2 separate regions of the Mus musculus genome follow, and region 1 is linked to region 2. The links are chromatin contacts, called in public HiChIP or PLAC-seq maps. All regions are on one chromosome and are shown on one strand. The core of a region is the stretch at or near the end of the contact, and the rest is flanking DNA. Distances in the headings are between cores, read along the strand shown. Region 1 holds the start of D830035M03Rik (RIKEN cDNA D830035M03 gene). Region 2 holds the start of Mobp (myelin-associated oligodendrocytic basic protein).

Region 1 (2,700 bases), core at 90-2,589, 340 kb after region 2:
GAAAATAGTGTTAATATTTCAGGCAGAAAATTTATATAATTTATTAAAAACTTCTCAAGGACTGGTGAGGTGGCTCAGGCTTGCTGATGGCCTGACAACCTGAGTTCCTGCTCCAGGACCTACATGAAGGTGGAAGATGCTCAAGACTATTAATTCAAATATTCGTAAGCTAGAGTTTTTCAAACCATGGTATAAGAATAAAACTGAGTAAGTAGTGTGCCTGAAACCTGACTGGTGGATGTAGGGGCATACAAGTGTATTCATTTTTACAACCCTAAAGCAACAGGCCATGCATAGAAACATTAGGAGCGGCCACTTTGTACAATAGAAGTCACTGAAACATGAGCACTACACTCCAGATATTCATTTCCTTTTTTAAACTACAGTAATGGACTTCGAGAGACTTCCCAGGAGTTGCTGCTCTTACACAAGACCTGGGTTCTGTTCCCATGGTCTCATAACCAGCTGTTATTCCAGTTCCAGGGGATATGACACCCTCTTCTGGCCTCTATGGTACATACACCCAACCACATAAAAATAAAATCTTTTTAAAAAGGAAATTGTAGTAGCGATTGGACCTACTGCTACATCTTGTTGAATGGATTGCTAGACAGAAACATAGTATGTATGCTATCTATGGCTTCTAATGTCTTGCATCAGGCCTCCAATACTATTTCAACACGAAGGCAACAGGTTTGACCTACAAAAAGGTTAAGAATTCCAAATTTTTAGTCTACTGCTTTGGTCTAGAAAGCCAACCACCTGCATAGGTGGTTTACATAGGTTAAGACGGTTCTCCACTGTCCACTGATGGTTGTGCACGGTTACTCTTTACAGTTACTTCATCTGCTCGCTCACACTCACCTAGCAACCACCAGACACCCATCCTGCACGGGACTTGCATCCGACCTTAGGAGGCTCCGCAGAGGAGAGCTCGGGCGGGATGGTAGCGCGTTCTCTCCACGCACACCTGACTCTGCTAGAGGCTAGGTCGTGACACCTGAGACAAACAGGTTAAGCTTAGTAGAGACTGCAGCATCGGAATCCCGGGGCTTGGAGGAAGGGAGAATTCCCAGGTGGCACCCACAAGGGTTCTGCAAGGAACTCAGGGGTCTCGGGAACCCTGGGGGCTGGGGAGGGCGGCGGAGGCGCAGAGCGCGGTCCCCGCTGGTTGCAAGTCCAGACCCCCGGGGGCACGTTTCTCGCCGTTGCACCCGGAAGCGCCTCCGCCCGGCGCCTCGGGCGGGACGGACCGCGGCTGCCCGCAGTGGGCTCCCGCCCGCTCCTCGCTGGCCCCCGGCTCGGCGCTCCGGGGCGGACGCGCGGTGCGTGCGGACGGTCACGTGGCGGCGGCGCGCGGGGCTAAATACGCGGCGCCGGCCATTTTGTGCGAGAAGCCGCAGCGCCGCCTCCCTGCTCGCGCCCCACCGCCGCCTCCGCGTCTTCCTGCGCCCCGGGCTTCCGCCGCTTCATTGATTTCCGTTTCTCGCCGCTGCAGCCTCCTGACACGGTGATCCGGGCGGGCCCCGCGGGAATTCTATCCTCTCACCGGCCTCACACTAGTGTCGCATGTCCACTATCCAGAACCTCCAATCTTTCGGTAAGGGCCAGTGGCCGGCCGCCGCCCGCGTCCCTCTGGGCTTTGTCTCGGCGCCCAGAAGATGGCGACGGGGGGCTCCCCGCGACCCTAGCCCGGGGGATGCCCCTCTCCGGGCCTCGGACACGGCCTTAAGTGGGCCTGCGACTCCGTAGAGGCGAGGGCCCGACCGGCAGGCGCTTGGGGAACTTGACACTGGCAGGAAGACAAGGGTCTCGGGGACTCACAGGACGGTCGGGGGACACGCCAGGGCTGCAGGGGGACCCGCCAGAGGCTGGGGGGACTGACAGAAAGGCCGGGGGCTTCAGAGACCCGTAAGGGAGCTACAGTACTTGCCAGGGCTGCAGAGACTAGGACTAGGGGCTTGCAGGGAACCTGACAGTGACAAGACGCTGGGAGTCTCTGGTGTTATCTCTCTTGTGGCCTCGGGGCTGGCCAGGGCTTTGCAAGGAGACTGGAGGGGTGGGGCCCAGAAGCTGGAGAACCTGACAGCTTTAGGGTGACTGCGAGACCTGTGACTCTCAGACGACTCACAAGTGTGTGTGTGTGTGTGTGTGTGTGTGTGTGTGTGTGTGTGTGTGTTGGGGCATGGGGGGCGGGGGGTGGCCTTGCTCAGTCCTTGCTGGGAGGGAAGGGAAGTTAAGGGCTTAGAGGATCTGCGACTCAGTCGGCCAGGACTGGAGGGGGGGGGGGTGCCAGAGAGACCTGTCACTGACCGGAGCTGGGGTGGGGCTGGACCCAGCTGGTTTTAAGCAGCCCCCAGAGGCGTCTGTTTGAAACACTTAGGAGAGAGGCCTCTGATTTGACTTGGAAGTGGCCCTGTTGTCTCTGCTTGCAATCATTTTGTAAATTACACCTCGTGAGGTTGCATGTATATGTTTATATGTGTTTTATAAGGCTCAGTTACTATGTTAACTAATTGGGGTGGGTGTTTTTGAATGTTGTAGTCGAAAAATAGTGGCGGTGACGCATGTTCTTGTGGCGGCTGTATGAAGGCTGTATGAAATTAGGGTTTCGTAAATGTTTTCTGTCTCATTTGCTGGTGGCTTCCACAGTGGTGGTCTCTACTTTTAAGCTCAGATATCGGCATACAGAGCCTGCTT
Region 2 (2,700 bases), core at 196-2,695:
ATTATCTTTTTTACATATAACTTTATTTAAATTCCCTTCCACTTACTGTATAAATGTATTTTCAAGTCACCATGTATTTACTGTGTTTTTATGACTTGACCCATGTGCCATGTGCCAGGACAAACAGTTGCCAGTTCTCCCATGGAAACCCCACATTCATAGGATTCTCATGCCAGTGTGACACCCATTTTAAAGTTAGCTCTCATGAGTTGCCATAGTTTCCCTGTGAAACCCCACATTCCAAGGAGACAGACTGGCTGCTCAGAGTAACATAAAACTCTACCCCATTTTAGCTCTCATGAACATAGCTTGTTGTTGCTGTTGTCGTCATCATCGTCGTTGTTGTTGTCGTCGTTGGATAAAAGCAAAACAATTTTGCTCCAATCCCAACTCCGGGTTCCTCACATTGATTAACAAAATATACCTTTCCTATGGCAAAATGGTTTTTTTGGCAACAAAAAAGCATTATCCTTCAATTTAAAATTATAACATAAAAATTATAACATACAAATTATAAACATACCTTCTAAATATACTCATTTCCACATCTATTTCCTGTCTAAGCCATAGGCCATAGGTTTTTAAATTGACAGATAAAATATCCATACAATGCCATCCACCCCTGCCATGATTCTCTCTCACAGCTTTGTCTACAGCAGAGCCTCTTTATGCTCTGTAGCCTCCTTAATCCTTTGGATTCAGTCTATAACCTGCATAGATATAGATCCATTGTAGCGTGACCTGTAATGTTTGATCTGGGAGTTAATACTAGTCATTAAATTTCGCGTATAAAACCCCATGTCTGCCAGTGGTCTGTTATCAAAGGAAATCAGGATCACTCAGCAAGTGGCAGCCAATGAAACTGATGTAATACTTGAGAGCATATAGTTTATGCATTGCGGAAAGATGTAAGTGTATTGCTCCATGTCTCTAGCACAGTTAGGGGATGGCCATTCTGTGGGTTGAGCAGGCATGTGGTATGGAGGGACTTGGCACAGGCGATCGGCTATGGATAGAGTGGCATGGATAGAGTGGCGGGAATGGCTTTGGAGAGGGGTGATGCTTTGCGTGGGGTGTTGATTATGTGGTGGTGGGATGCTGGAGTGAGCCTGTAGGTTGTGGTGTGGATGCAGGGTGGGTGTGTGCATGTGTGACGTGCCTTTAGCTTTTGTTCAGATGTTTCTTTTACTCTTTGTCTTGGTCTTTGTTCCCATCTTTGTTGGCCTTTGTTTTCTTTTTGTTTCACTCTTTGTTTCAACTTTCTTTAGCTTTTGTTTGGTCTTTCTTTAGCCTTTTGTTAAACTCTGTGTGGCCTTTGTGCGGGCCTTTGTGTAGCTTTTGTTGTAAAGTACATCTTGGCTGAGGACCCATCAAAAACACTTTCTGTAATGAAAACTCAGACGTAGAGCCTCTCCCTATATATTCCTCGTGTACTGAGGTCGCCCAGCTCCACCAGGGCCCGCTATCCACAGGAACCTTTCACAACAGCCATTACTCGCAGGTAAGAGGATTCCAGAGCTCTGGTTCACCCTGTACCTCACGTGGGAAGGGTACACACTCCTATGGGTCACAGGGGAAGCTATCACAATGAGAGTAGGAGGTGGGAGGACGCAGAAGAGAGAGAGAAAGAACAGTCGTTTATTCTGATCTGGGCAAAGGGACCTTTGGGAACATTCCTCCTAACGCCCCAGGTTTGTCTGCTCCAGGAAAGACCTTGGATTTTCATGTTTGGATACCTTTGTTGTTGGAGAGAGAGATCGATGGTGTTGTTGGTGTTTCCCCTAGTCCCAATTTCTTTTTCAATTGATTGGCATGACTTAAAAATGAGTTTTTGTGGGGCTTCGCTCCTCCCTGAGGATTTACATACAGTTAATGGTTAATGGGGAAGAGAGATGTTGTCTTTAGTCATGTAACCATGTAGCACTGCTAAGATGCCCGCACACCTGGCAACAGAATCTCACTCATGCTCCTGTAAGGAGCCCTAATGAAACTCACCAGATCTTAACCTCCCCCAAACCCATGGAAACAGAGGGAAGGCCAATTAGGAAGTGGGGGAATCCTAGGAGCAGGAAAAGAGAGAGAGAGGGAGAGGGAGAGGGAGAGGGAGAGGGAGAGGGAGAGGGAGAGGGAGAGGGAGAGGGAGAGGGAGAGGGAGAGGGAGAGGGAGAGGGAGAGGGAGAGGGACAGGGAGAGGGAGAGGGAGAGGGAGAGGGAGAGGGAGAGGGAGAGGGAGAGGGAGAGGGAGAGGGAGAGAAAGGCATGGAGTTACAGACAGTTGTGAGCTGCTATATGGGTGCTGGGATTTGAACAGAGCAGTCAGTGCTCTTCACCACTGAGCCATCATTGCTCCAGCCCCGAAACAAAGGCATGGATATGACTGAAATACATTATGTACTTGTGCAAAAATGTTGCAACAAAAGCCATGATTATGTACAAAGAATATATGCCAACAACAACAAAACATTTAAAAAGGAGTAAAGTTCAAAAAGAAATATAAGTGAGTTTTCCTTCTCATCTGGAAACAGCTGCTTCCCTTAAACACACAGCTGGATTTGTATCGGGGTGTGCAGCCCCGACGGCTAAGTCCTCACCTTGAGTGAAGTCACGTAAATGCCTCATCTCACACAGAAGCTTTCGGAAATCCTGGGAGTCTTCAGTCTTTGTCTGAGAGAAAAAGTAAAAGAGAAATCGTGTGTCGGG

The links. HiChIP or PLAC-seq counts read pairs in DNA pulled down with a chosen protein or histone mark.
Region 1: an H3K4me3 HiChIP or PLAC-seq map of forebrain shows a contact between it and region 2, with 6 times the contacts expected there. The contact joins the promoter of D830035M03Rik here to the promoter of Mobp in region 2. A contact is called at or near these places in 19 of 39 promoter capture datasets (the 3T3-L1 cell line, 3T3-L1-derived adipocytes, the C10 cell line and 12 more), 2 of 15 datasets of contacts at CTCF or cohesin (embryonic stem cells and stem cell-derived epiblast-like cells), 45 of 484 Hi-C or Micro-C datasets (B cells, the Ba/F3 cell line, the C10 cell line and 26 more), 16 of 115 datasets of contacts at active chromatin or transcription factors (PVALB interneurons, T-cell acute lymphoblastic leukemia, craniofacial prominence and 12 more) and 2 of 9 other capture datasets (adipose tissue and embryonic stem cells).

The regions. Positions count from the first base shown.
Region 1 is chr9:120,491,242-120,493,941 of GRCm38.p6, forward strand. It overlaps D830035M03Rik (RIKEN cDNA D830035M03 gene), which reads right to left and starts at 1,340. Exons shown (of 2, transcript NR_166642.1): 1 at 865-1,340. It overlaps Eif1b (eukaryotic translation initiation factor 1B), which reads left to right and starts at 1,365. Exons shown (of 4, transcript NM_026892.3): 1 at 1,365-1,600. The coding sequence starts at 1,570.
Region 2 is chr9:120,148,297-120,150,996 of GRCm38.p6, forward strand. Mobp (myelin-associated oligodendrocytic basic protein) reads left to right here and starts at 1,446. Exons shown (of 4, transcript NM_001039365.3): 1 at 1,446-1,501.